Regions from separate parts of the Zea mays genome. Here all the other regions are linked to region 1. Evidence: chromatin contacts called from public Hi-C data. All regions are on one chromosome and are shown on one strand. The core of a region is the stretch at or near the end of the contact, and the rest is flanking DNA. Distances in the headings are between cores, read along the strand shown.

Evidence for each region. Hi-C and Micro-C count contacts between places; a contact is called where the count stands out from the background.
Region 2: a Hi-C map of bundle sheath shows a contact between it and region 1, with 7 times the contacts expected there. The contact joins the promoter of LOC103626442 here to the promoter of LOC100276839 in region 1. A contact is called at or near these places in 3 of 25 Hi-C or Micro-C datasets (bundle sheath, endosperm and tassel).
Region 3: a contact with region 1 is called in a Hi-C map of tassel, with 3 times the contacts expected there. The contact joins the promoter of LOC103626441 here to the promoter of LOC100276839 in region 1. A contact is called at or near these places in 4 of 25 Hi-C or Micro-C datasets (bundle sheath, ear, endosperm and 1 more).

Annotation. Positions count from the first base shown.
Region 1 is chr5:61,451,412-61,456,004 of Zm-B73-REFERENCE-NAM-5.0, forward strand. LOC100276839 reads right to left here and starts at 1,833. Exons shown (of 1, transcript NM_001165438.1): 1 at 718-1,833. The coding sequence starts at 1,719. The coding sequence ends at 889. LOC103626439 (pentatricopeptide repeat-containing protein CRP1, chloroplastic-like) reads left to right here. Exons shown (of 7, transcript XM_008646845.3): 7 at 1-361.
Region 2 is chr5:61,854,313-61,858,905 of Zm-B73-REFERENCE-NAM-5.0, forward strand. LOC103626442 (protein kri1) reads right to left here and starts at 2,613. Exons shown (of 1, transcript XM_008646850.3): 1 at 229-2,613. The coding sequence starts at 2,394. The coding sequence ends at 478. LOC100191712 reads left to right here and starts at 4,065. Exons shown (of 13, transcript NM_001137141.1): 1 at 4,065-4,593. The coding sequence starts at 4,141.
Region 3 is chr5:61,836,883-61,841,475 of Zm-B73-REFERENCE-NAM-5.0, forward strand. LOC103626441 reads left to right here and starts at 1,780. Exons shown (of 3, transcript XM_008646849.4): 1 at 1,780-2,509; 2 at 2,828-2,908; 3 at 3,081-3,434. The coding sequence starts at 1,780. The coding sequence ends at 3,190.

The sequences.
Region 1 (4,593 bases), core at 583-3,082:
ATGCCGGTTTGCACTTTAAGCAAACAATGAACCAGGATAAACCGGTATTTTTCGCCTTTGTACTTGTACATAGTTAGGCTTGTGGTTAAGGCAATAGATATATGCAACTCTTCGAATCATGAACAGCTCTGAAAACGAAAGCACATCGACATTGTTGAATTTCCTCACGTTGCTATCGTTCTGAGTCATCTATTAGGAACTTTGGCGTGACAAGGAATTGCTGGACACATTAGATGTTCTGGTTGTTGACTTTTGTGTAAATGGATCCAACTGTATGTTGCTTATGCAATCAGCTACTCTATCTAGCGGTAGAGTGTAGACAACCACATCTTCACTATTTATAACGCCATTTGCGTTTTTACTCTGCTTCATATTCCCTCCGTTCTTTTTTATTTGTCATGTCTCAAAAATGAATAGGGGTGACAAGTATCAAAAGGGGAGGTAGTAGTATCACATTATGCTGCTTAAATTCTATTTTAAGGATGTACATTCAAAGTAGGATCAAGCAATTATGATTCAAGCCTGGCAGGTTGTAAATACTTGATGCAGTACTAAAATTAGAATAGCCAGGTGTAATTACTTCTCATGGAAACAGAACACATGATCAAATCTTTTTCACAACACCACGTTCTTGGTTCCTATATCAGCAGTTCAGCACTCATGAAAACCTTATATGCCCCATCGATTCATATACTTTGCCTGGTCCTAATAATATGTGACATAAAAGAAATAGCATTGTTTCGTGACTCTGCTTCTTCTGTATAAGCATTGTACCAAAGCATGGATGCAAATGCACTCATGAAAACATATGAGCATTTTTGACAGACTTGTGATCACCAACAAGACAAAGACAGTGGAAGAACCGACGAGCAAAGCGTCGGCGTGAGCTCATTTGAGGTCGTCCTCGCAGTCACTGAGCAGGTCGTCGATGGCCTCGGCGTGCGTCATGCGCGCGGACGCCTGCTTGACCCAGCGCGCCATCTTGGCGGTCTCCCTGCTGACCTGCACCTGGTCCTCCAGCGCCTTCCTGAGCCGGCGCTGCTGCTCCCTGAGCTCGGTGGCGATCCTCCTGTTCTCGTCGCCCCACTCGTCGGCGTCGACGCCGAGGACGTCGCGGGACCCGTGGCAGACCTCCTTCTTCTTGCCCTTGGCCGACGGCGCCCTCCGCAGGGGCTTCTTGGGGGAGAAGCCGAAGCAGCACGCCTGGCGCGGCGGCGGCGGCGGCGAGGGGGAGACGGAGGAGGAGTCGCTCCCCCTGTTCCGCTCCCGCAGTGTCGGCCGGCCCCGCGGCGCCGACCCGAACAGCTGATCTAGGTCCTTGGCGTCGTCGGCGTGGACCGTGGGTGCGGGTGCCGGGGCGCGAGCCTGCCGCGGCGAGGACCCGCCGCCCTTCGTCTCCGCGTCTCCCGGCGGCGGGTCTTCGTGGACCGGGTGATGCACAGGCGGAGCAGGAGCGGGAGGATCGGGGCCGGGCAGAGCGGGGGCCGGGCGCGGCGCGGTGGCGCTGCGGGCGAGGGTGCTGACGGGCGGCACTGCGGCGGGCGAGGGGAGGGACTTGAGCTTGCGGAAGCGGGCCTCGAGGCTGGACGGAAGCGCGGAGTCGTCATCGAGGTGGGCCGTGTTGAGCTTGGCGACCTGCTCGAGCGCCACCAGGTCCGCCGCCTCCGCCAGGATGGCGTCCACCGCCGACAGCTTGCCGCCGCCCGAGTAGTAGGCCATACAGGGCGGGCGGCGCCGGTGGTGTGACCGTGTGAGGGTCTGGAGGGGAGGGTGGGGAGGGCGAGTGAGGTAGGGTGAATGTGCTGCGACTGCGACGGGAGCGGAGGCGGCGTCCGATCCTTTCCTTGTCACGCTCTCGGCGTGTGGCGGTGAAGAAGTAGAAGGCCGGTCGCCGAGGGGGGCCACCACGCATCGGATGCCTGCGCTTTTGACCGTTGTCATGTGCTGTGGTTATGGGGCCAGGACGCCGCGGCCTGCGTCAAGAGGAACGGATCAAGGCCCATCACGCGCTTCTAGGCCCACACAATGCTGTAACTCACAAAGAAGCTTGTGTATATACGAGCACATCCAAACCATTAGCGAGTCTATCAGCGTTTCTGGATGTTGATAAAGTCATCGTCTCGTTGTGTCCCACCTCAAACCTTCGAAAAAAACACGATTTACGGGGGCTCTTTAGGTAAAACTGTTTTGTTGTGCCCCGTTCCGTAGAGCACGGCTGTAATAGACAGCACCTGAAGCCAGTAGAGAAGCCGGACCTAAAGGATCTATTGATCTAAGGTACCATAGGTATTGATGTAATTTTCTAAAAAAAAATCAGCCAAAAAACAGAAAATTGACTTGGAACAAAAACAGAAAGAAACGACTCGTTGCCATCCCAAACTCGTACCTGTGAACAGTATCAATACCAATTAAAAAATCATACCTACGACGAGTTTGAAATTTTAACCAAACCCGTACCCATCGGGTTAGCAGGTACCCACGGGTTTCATCTCCAATATACTAGTTCTTCTTATAATCAATAAGTATTGTCCAAAATTTATGTGATGAACAACGAGTTCAGGAGTTATCCATCTACCACATATATGATGCTAGTAAAAAACTATAATAACAAAGCAACACTCTCACCAACTACTTATACACTCATCCTTTGATAAAAAATAGGAAGTAAATAGGGAGATAATAAGTTTGTTGTTCGTTTATAAAATAAAATGATAATATGCGCTAGATTTGCTCGGGTTTAAAAAACCCACGAGTTCACGGGTCTGGGTACTGTAGGAACAAATCTGTACTCATAAACCCGTCGGGTATAGATTTATGTCCATTAATAAACCTATGTGTATTAAATTGACCTAAATCCATACCCTAATAGGATAAAAACATCGGATTTCAGGTTTTGAGTACACATTTCCATGCCTAAATGGAAGCGAGGAACTTTGTTGAAGAAAAAGAACGGGAACCAAGTCCAGAAGGTCCAAAACAGAGAGAAAGAACCCATCCAAAAATAGAAGTGGGCCAACAAAGCATTAAACCGTACAGAGAAAAAAACAAGGGAAGCAGCCTAGAAACACTATGGGCCATCAAGCCCATGACCCGTCGCTGCCCTAAGCCCACCTACAGCCTTTTTGTAGCTTTGTTCCTTGTTGAGGTACACAGCTGTGTTTCCTTTCTCGTGCAACCTCAGCGTCTGTCCTCCTTTGTCCTTTCTTTACTGAGCTGTGTGTTCCAGAAAAAGCCCAATTTGGCGTGTTGTGATGGTCTTGGACAAGGCAATATTCAAACACCACACCGCTAAATATTCTTCTTTCAAAGTACAGTGCTTCCTTCATCTCAAACAAGTACACTTCTGGTCCTCCTAATTCTTGTAGGTCTATTTTATTTCAACTTTCAAAGTGAAATCATTTATCATTACATGCTGGAACAACTTTTGATATAAGTAAGTATATAATTTTCATGTAACTCTGCTCTCCTTTGAGAAACATAAATTTTATTTTAGAATAGATGAAGTAAACATAACCGATAGCCACTAGGTCACGCAAAATATTGTTTTTAATTATAGGTTTAAGTGGTAAAGACGCTCTAGATACAAACGACAACTTCGGGGCTGACAGATTAAAGTCAACTATTCGAATTGCTGTAATTCTCCATAAAGACAAAACACTGTAGAAATAATAAAAGCCGATATAGATTAATAGTTTTTTCCAAATATTTTTTTTCTTCAAAAGAGTGACATTTTAGATCTAAATTATAGCTACTCTAAAATGTAGAGCCTTCGTTCTCGAATATTTGCTGTCTGTTAATTTATTTTTAAACTAAAACACAACAAATAAAATATAAATCAGGGAGTATATTTTTCTTCAAAATATTATGGTTATAAAGAGCTGAAGGTGTCCCCGTATCGAACTATCCGAAAATCATTTTCTTTGTAGATTGCCTCAAATTAACAGAAGGCTCGCGGATGAAACTAGCATTGCTTTCAATTTGTTTCTATTTTATTCTTGCATAGCTAAAAAGAAAAGAAAACAATTGTATTGTATTGTCCACGTGTCGCTTTCCGCTAATTTTCTTCTCCCACGACGACGATGACGCGAGCGCACAAACCTTTCGGTCCCGTACGTGCCACGGAAGGCGGAAGAGGATGAAGGAAGCCAAGCGAAGCACCCCTTTTCTTCTAGAATCCCAGGTGATGGTGAAACCCATGATCCCAATGGGAGGAACTTAAAAGCCTCTTTTTTCTGTTGGGAGGTTACAGGTTGGAAATCCTCGCGCAGGACGAATCATTTGACGCCGACAGTGTACTCCTGGGCATCAAGTACCACCTCCATCTCAAATATGACTCAAGCTTCTCTAGTTTTTAATCAAGTCTATGTGAAATGTTACCAAAAACCTATTTCCTTCAAGTACGAGGTGTGGTAGAATTAGTCTTGAATTGTAAATATTTTGGATTGTTGAATCCCATACATGTCTAGGGTGTGTTTGATTCATCTTTTGATTTTGGCTTTTACTAAAAAAGCCAAAAGGCAAACCAGATGACCTAATTTACTCGACAACTTTTTCCAAAAAGCCATATTTCTCACAGTGTAAAGTTGAAAGCAT
Region 2 (4,593 bases), core at 1,363-3,862, 400 kb after region 1:
GGGACTAAATGCTTTCAGCGGCTACTTACAATCTGCAATATTATCAGATTTCTGTCTGGATTAAACAGTATAATCACCTAGGCTAGATTCATTCAAATGGCACATATTTATTCACAATAACAGTGACATAATTACGATGCAAATGCAACAGAGACATGAGATCATATTCCAATTCATCACCAGGATAAGCGGATAACCTGACCATCCACGAAAGGAGGTGCACAACAGTGACAAGAAAAATTGCAGGGAAATTATATTATATATATATGGTCTACAAATAAAACAATCAAAATCAAAAGGAGGCGCACAACACAATGTCTGCAAAACTATAAGACAACAGATGTTTCTACTAGGGCAACACTAGTTTTGCATCTCCCAAAATAGAAGCAAGGACAGCTAAATCTAAGACTTTCACCTGTCCAATGCATAAAAAGAACAGCAAAATTCCCCAGATGTACTTTGATGAATCTCAGAAGGTCAATGGCTCTTGTGACGCTTTGAATTTATCTTTCCATATGCCTCTAATCGATCACTGGATGGCCTTAGCTCAGACTTGCGACGCTTCCGCCGTTCACTTCTGGTAGACTTTTTCTTGGCATCTGTTGACTCTTGCCCATTTGTCATCCTGTCGTTCTCTGTTTTTGAAGAACTAGGGTCTTCCTCAGACCTAGATTTCTTGCCAGATTTGTCCTTCTTCCCTTCCTTCTTCTGGCCTCCAAGGATCAAATCCTTGCTCTGCTTCTTATGATGTGTAACCTTCCATTCATCCTCTCTGTAAGGAGCTAGCTTCTTAACGGAAACATACTGGTTCAAATCCTTGTCATCTGATGCCAATATATCATAGGTACTCAGACCAAAACTATTGGGCTTAACTTGTTTATACTTGAACCGAGTCTTGATATCTCCAATAGTGTCCTCGTAGTCTAACTTGTAGTACTCTTCCATCTCTTTCTCAAGCTCCACCTTGTCTTTGAGAGAGATCTTCCCTTTTTCACCTTTCGCATCAGTGGCAGTAGACTCTTCTTTTGAATGGTCACTAGCCCAGCCCTTAGGAAGCCCAAGCAATTCGTCTTCTTTGCCAAAATCCGGCTTCTCCAAATCCATCTCCTCACCACTTCCAAACTCAGGATCAACCTCATCAGCCTCATAGTAACTATCATCAAACATCTCCTGCATCTTTTTGTCATAATCCTCCGGATCAAAATCCTCCTCCAAGTCATCAGCACCAAGCTTACAAGCAGCATCTCCTTCAATCCCAGCAATCATTCGGATCCTCTCAAGCTTCTCTGCAATCTCTTTCTTCTTCAAATTCTTGAGATGCTTCAGCTCCTCTGCTTGCTCTTGCTTAACACGGGCCATCCGCTCCTCTTTGCTCTTGCGCTGCTGCTTTCTGCTGCTCTCCTTCTTCCTCACCGAACCTTCAACAACCCTTGAATGTCCCAACACCCGATCCGCCACCACTGCCCCTGATGCCATGGCCTCCTCATGCCGGTAATTATAAGCATGCTCATACTCTTCCTGAATCTCGAGCTCCTCTTCATCTGACAATTCCTGGATATTATCTAGATAGGACTTACTCTTCTCTGTCTCAAGGTACGGCCTCTTAAGAAAAAATTCCTTCAAGAACTTCTCGTTCTCATCCAGCTCCTCATCCTTCCCAAAGACCTCACCAGCAAGGTCCTTTGTCTGCTTCTCCTCCTCGTCCTCCTCCGCTTCGTCGTCAGCTCCTGCTCTAGCCTTTTCCTTCACCTGGAATAAATCGCCATCATCGTCTCCACCATCGCCTAATGCTTCTTTCTGTGCCTCAAGGAAAGCCTCCAATCCCTTCTTCTGCTGCTCGTCATAAGCGATCCTCTCGAACTTGCTGCTGCTCCGGCTGGGCTGCGCTGCGAACTCGGGGCCCTCCTCGAGCAGGTGGCGGGCATTAACGTCCTTGAGGTACAGAGGCTTCTCCTTCTTGGTCTTTTCCTTCTCCTGCTTGGACTCTTCTTGCTTCTTGGCGTCCTCACCTTCCTCGCCGCCTTCCTCCTCCGAGGAGTAGACCTTGGCGTCCTTGTCGAGGATGCGGGGATCGCCGCTGCGGATGCGGCGGATCACCTCGAACATGCGGCGGTCGACTAGGCGCGAGGCAATGGCGGCCGCCTCGTCCTCCTCCTCCGACGACGACTCGGACTCCGACTCGTCGTCGTCGGAGGCGGGGACCAGGCCCTGCTTCCTGCGCTCCTCGAGGCGCTGCAGCGCCTCCCGCCGCTTGTTGTGCTCGAAGCGACGCGCGTACTCCTCGTTGATCTGGATCTTGGAGAGGTTCTCCCCGCTGTCGAAGTCCTCGTCGGAGCCCGACAGGATGTCCAGCGGCTTCTTCTCCATCTCCTTGGACTTCTTCCTCCTCCCCATCTTCTTCAGCGAGCAACGGCTGGAAGCGGCGAGACAACGGCGGCGTGGAAGATGCTCGGGTTAGGGTTTTAATCGATGGAATCGACACGGGCCGAGACTATTATATCTTGCGCGCAACGTTGGTAAACTGGGCTGGGCCTCGTGGAATAGGACGACCCATGGGCTGACAGTACTTCAGAAGCCCAAGTGTAGCAGTACTACCGTGCCGAGCGTTTGCCTTACTCAAAAGAAGAAGAAAATACTAACGTTTGCCTGTCCAACGAAAAAAAACGACCTTTTTTTACGAGGAAAAAACTGACGAGGCGTTTCGATCGGACTTGTGTGGACTGGTCTGGAGCGCGACGCCGACCGGTGCCGAGTGAGATCGCTGTGGCCGGCCCCTCGCGGCCCAGCAGGGAGCAAGTGGCCTCGTGCCCGACGAGCACCTCAGCTTTTGTGTAGCAACTTGCCGAACGCCCGGTCGGCGTCGTGCGTGCGTGACGCACCACGCACCTATAATAATTAACTCTATTATTATATGTTTGGGCGGTGCTCCGTCGTAGGAGCAGCAATAACTGTCAACTGAATTGACACCGTCGGCGTAGTCATTAGCCAAAAAAAACTAAACTTAGGTTCGCCTACAAATACAAAAGCAAAAGCAAAAATAAAAGCAAAAGCAATTTGTTTAGAAGTTGCTGGTTCGCATGATTGATGTGATTATATTTGTATTGACTCACGTACGGCATGGATGTGGTTGAGATCGGATCACGCATCCCATTTGGCATGTGCAAGCAGGATGGATCTCTCGCCGTATGTACAGACGTGCAGTACGTCGTCGCACACGTTGCCTTGAGCTTCGCTCCATTGTCTAAATACTTTATTACAGAGGAAACACATAACACCTATAAAAACTATTAGTTTTATAAAACTTGCCATTCAATAATATCCTAATAATGTTTATTTATTTGGAGTCATATGAGTATGTTCATACCAGTGATCTCTGAATTTGTTAAGAGATGTCGATTAGATTCATAAACTTTAAAATTGTAGTTTTATGTTCTTGAACTGGTTAAATAATATATCATACATCTCTAAGTTTATGAAAATAGTGCATTGCAGGTCTAGATTTGGAACATACAGACCACCGTTATGTCTCATTTAAGTACGAGGAATGTTGCTCGTGCATTTATCTAATGTTATTTTTTAAAATCAATAATACATATTCTCTCCGTTCACATGATTTAGTCGTTTTAATTTGTCATAAGCCAACTATTATCAACTTTGACCGATTACATAAGATATTTTATAAAATTTTACAATATAAAAATAAAACTACTAGAGTCATTATGACTTGAACTACTATAATATATGATTCTTTTAGTTTAAAATAATGTAATCTTATCTATTATTCGTCAAAATTTACATAGTTTGATTTAGAATAATTCTAAAATGACTAAATTATGTGGAGGAAAGGAGTAGAAATTTCAACACATAAAGACACGTGGAGTTTTTAAAAGAAGGAAATACATGACAGGTGAAAACGAAACGATTCTTAAAATTTCCAATAAGTACTCATGAAACTGCGGGGGACAATAGCAAAAACGAAACGGCGACCACATACAAAACAGCGACTCCCTTGTTGCCGGCTATAGCTTTTGCCTCCGTTTCGCTTTGATAAATAAAAGCCATAACTCCCGGCCGTCCATCGCTCGCCTCCCCTCCCTCCCTCCCCGCCGCTGTCTCCGGCGACAGCCAGCCTCATCGTCCATGGCCTCTACATGCCTAGCCCCCGCCTCCCTCTCCACGCCCCTGCTCTCCGACTCCATCGCGCGCGCGCCCGCCGCCAACGGGCACGCCACCAACCACCGACACCACCACCACGACGACAGCGACGGTGCTGCGGCGGTCTCCGTTTGCGACGACGGCGGCGGGGACCCGTTCGCGTTCCTCTCGGAGGACCGGCCGCCGAGGGACCGAGGGCCGTCCCCGGCCGACCCGTTCCGCAACGGCACGCCGGCGTGGGGCGGCGGCGTGTACGCGTGGTCGAGGACGCTGCTGCTCCTGCCGGTCGCGTTGGTGCGGCTGGCACTGTTCGGGCTCTCCATCGCGATCGGCTACGCGGCCACGTGGGTGGCTCTCCGCGGGTGGGCGGACACGCACGGGAGGCCGCGGGTGGGCGGCGGGCCTATGCCGGCGTGGCGCCGCCGGCTCATGTGGATC
Region 3 (4,593 bases), core at 530-3,029, 390 kb after region 1:
TCTGAAATTCTAATATACACACATTGAAGAAACAATTGCGTGAATGGGTTGGATGTGGCCTAAAAACGTTCGGTCCACACACACTAGCCCGCCCCGCCCCAGCGGTTACTTCTAGCTAGCTAGCACACACACGCGTCGTGGGTTTGGCCGGCCACACAAATTAAAGACACCGAACAAATTTCTTCAACGCTACGCTAGCACTAGCAGCTCTTCCTCTTCCTCTTCCTGAAGACTCGAACTAGTCCATCCAACTTTCAGGCAGAAACGGGTATAGAATACCAGTTGCTTCGCACTAGTCAAATGCTTCACGCGGACCGATCGATCTAGACGACGCTAGCCAGTTTGGTGGCCGCTAGCTAGCTCTTGACCTGTTGTTGTGCAGTATCTACTGCTGCTAGCTTTCGAACGGAGGGAGCAGTAGACTGCCGTAGCACTAGCTAGCAACGTGTGTGCGTATAGTCTTTGGCGACAGACGTGTGTACTCCACCCGGCCGGCAGTCGCACAGTTTCCGGCGCCGAACCTGCAACGATGCATGTAGTAGTAGTACGTAGCAGTACCGACTACCGAGCATCTCATCTCATCGATCTGTCGTTTTCAGCACTACGCACGCACCAACGGGCAAACGGCAGCACAGGATCTGAAAGCGCCGGCCGGAGCCCGGAGGTTTGGGTTTTCGCTTTCGCTTCAAGAGTTCAGATTTTGCCGGCGCCAATAATCGCGTAGGTACGTGACCCACTGCTGCGAGCAGCTAGCGAAGAGAGATACAGAGAAAGCGACGAGAGAGAGAGTTTCTGTTACGTTAGGTCTGAACGGCGTTGATTTGCTGAAGAAGACACGCACGTGATCGTGAATTCTAGCTAGCACTACTGCTGCCGGCTGGTGAGAGTGCGATGCTCCACTGCTTGCTTCTTCGACCAACACTACTGCTACTGCTGTTCAAGCATACATACGACGCTTTATCTTTACATCACCACCGCGAGGAGCGCCTCCCGGCTCACCACCTATCGTCTCCGGTCGCATGATGCATTATCTTAATTACATGGAACAAACGAAGTGTTGACACTCTTAGTGGACCAAAAGTTTAGTATGCAGAGATCTTTGTAGTTAGCAGCATGCATGATGCATTATTCTCTCGCATGGAGCAGGAGGAGGCACGTGTGTGTACGTTGCTAGTCATAAAACCCACATTTATTCGTGACAGTAACAGTGATACCTGGCAAATACTTATCATGTTTTGATTGAGCCAAGTGTATATATGTAAATGGCCCACATGCCCTTGCCGGCCGGGCCGCCTCCGATCATGCGCTGGCTCGGTTGTCGCTCTCCGTAAGAAACATGGCCTGGCCTGGCCCGCGCGTTGGGCCGGGCCCTGCCCGCATCAATCGCAGATTTAGGCATGCATCAATGGAGCCCGTTATTTTTGAGTATGAAGCCACAGCGCACTTCTTTCTCAAATTTATACGTAATTCATTGTGCTTTGTTTTATTATTATTATTATCTTAGATCCATTCGGTCCAGGCTTTATATATGTGCCCTACACAGAGGTGTGATTAGATGTGGTGAACGGTTGTGTTCGTGTATATGTGTGTGGGGACATGTGTGGTGTGTCTGTGCTGTGGTTTAGAAAAGGGAGAGAGACAGAGAGAGAGAGAGAAAACGGACGCAGCGGAATATGAAGAGCAGATGGTGCCGTTGTAAGTGTAACGTGCCGGTTGGCACATGAACGTACGCAACGCAACTGGGCAGCATCACACGAGTCTCCTCCTGTCTCCCACGTGATGAGTTCGCCACGCCCTCGCTGTCGACGTGCCGTTGCGGCCGCGGGGGCGTGCGTGCGGTGCGGCCGTGCGCCACTGCACCCGCCATGCGCGCGCGCGGCCGGCAGCCCGGACAGACAGCGCATAGATTCCGGCACACGGGCGTCCTGCCAACCACCCGTACGTCGTCCCATCCACGCGGCCTCGCTGGCACGCCACCAACCCGGCCCAGCGGACCCGAGGCCGCAGCCGATCGCACCGCCGCGGCGCCATCCCTCCCTCCATAAACTCCCGCCCCCCGCAGACCACTCCCCCTCCCTCAGTAGTCAACCCCAGCGTCCCGCGCTCGCCCGGAAGCACATCAACACCAGACAGCACTACAGTCTACAGCAGCAGGGCACCACCACCACAGCAATGCAGCAGAACGCCGCCCGCCTGCTGGCCGCCGCCGTGGCCTGCCTGGCGCTGGCGCTGGCGCCATCCTCGGACGCGCAGGGGACGGCGGTGCCGTCGTGCGCGGCGAAGCTGGTGCCGTGCACGGGGTACCTCAACTCCACGTCCACGGCGGCGCCCGCGGCGGCCTGCTGCGGGCCGCTCAGGGAGGCGGCCGCCAACGAGACGGCGTGCCTCTGCGCCATGCTGCTCAACAGGGCCGCGCTGCGGGCGTTCGGCGTGGCGCCCGAGCAGGGCCTGGTCCTCGCCCGGCGGTGCAACGTCACCACCGACGCCTCCGCCTGTGCCGCCGCCGGAGGTATAAAGCTAGCTAGATCGCGTGTCGTCTTCCTTCATACCGCTGCCGCCGCTGCTGCTGCTAAGTACTCATTCGATCACAACTGGCTACCACAATGAGATCCAAACCTCTCCAAGATCTGGATCTCATTAATTGGGCTGCTACTAGCAGAATCATGACCTGTCATCGTGTGCCACATCTCCGCAGCAGCTCATCTTGTGATCACGTCTCAGATGATAAGCTCGGATCGCTAGTTAACTACGTACAGTTGTAGGAGCACACACTGTGATGATGCTGAACCTGAAATCCTGAATGATCTCGATCTCATTTCGCTTGCAGGCTCAGCCACTGACGGCAGTACTGCTGCATCTTCAGCTTCCACCGGCAGCGCTTCCTCCACCTCCTCCTCCTCTTCTTCAGGTACTGCTGCCACTTCACTGCTAACTGCTACCACACACAGTACCTATATAAAGAGACGTTCAATACAGATTTTTTTTTCTTGCTCCAAACTTCTGTTTCTGATAAAAAAGAAAGAATACAAGGATACTAGCCCAGTCTTACCTGAACTTTCTGCTGCCGTTCACTTGGTCAGTGGCCAAACCAACAGCCAACGGAGGCGGCGTGGCGCGTCGCCTGAGCATGACTGGCGCGTCCTCATTGCTAGGCTTCAGTTTCATCTGGTGGTGGGCGGTCATGGCGTAGGAGTATCTGCCGTGGCACCGGCGATTTTCCTGGCTGGATCCAGAATTCCAGACTTATATGTACTACTGTTGTGTTGAGTAGCAGGTTTCATTGCTTCTTTTTATATATAGTATGCCCTGTTGTACCACTACCATTGCTGCCGTGAGCAGAACAAGAGAAAAAAATGTCAAGAACGATGCAAACAACCAGACGGAAAGAACGTACTCTCATTTTAAATAATTAATAGATTCATTATGTTTTTATATGTGTCTAGCTAGATTCAACATCATCTACACATAAAACCAAGAGCTAAAATAAATATTATTTTGAGACGGAGGGAGTACATGTTTCGACATCCTGAGCAACTCACCCTGATGTCAAAAACCTGATAAGATCGTGGCAATGCTTCTCCAACATCAGATGAGCAAGTCTATTCGCTTGACTTTAATCTGTACCGGCTTCTACTACTTTTACTTTATGAATCACAGCTAGCTGTAATAGATTAAACAGTCGACTTTAATTTGAAGTGAATATCCCTTTACTTCTCCGCTCCCGTGCTTAATATTTCATCAAGCGAATGAACAAAGTCTCAAGCCTCAACCATTTAAAGATGATACACAGCTTAGAAATTACAAACAGACGAAGCTCAATACTACTCACAAGAGAGAGCACAGCACGATACAATGGACCAACGAAAGACTTTGTACGGAACTCGTTGTACTGAACCAAGAAAGCTTAATTATTTCGTAAGAATGACTCCTTTTGGAGATACCAAAGGTAAAATTTAATTTTCAAAGGCATTCTTAATTTTCGAAGGCAATCTTAATAACCAACTGCAGATAAGCGCATGAAACTAAGTAATAGTGAACAAACCAACCCCCTCTTAGGTGAGATTTCAATATTATTTGGAGTTCTTCTAAAAAAAATAATAAATACAATGACGAATAATTTAGGATAACTTTCATCAATGAAAAGGCGTCATAAGTATTTGTTCATAGCATAAATCGCATCATGGCATGTTTCACATGTTGCATGTCCTTTCTCATTACACCCATCATTCATCATTGCATACAAATCTGGTGAGCATACTGCATAGCACAATCTAAACCACAGCTGGAGGATACAGATTACAGAAAATGCTCTCGTAAGTAATTGCACAAAAAAACATGATACACCTTTGTCCCTGAAAGAATCCATGGAAGCATGACAAAAAGAATCAACAGAAAAATTAAAACTATTCGACTATCTGTAAGAGCAGTTGTACCCAATTTACTGGGAGGTCATTTATAGATCGAATTAAGATTGGTTATTTCAAATTTAGTCTATCCGACACACTTGTTATTTATAAATTTTGCAGTCAATCGTATAAAAGAACACTTTTATCTAATGGAGTACTGCCAGTGTCACAAAACTCGAGGCAAGGT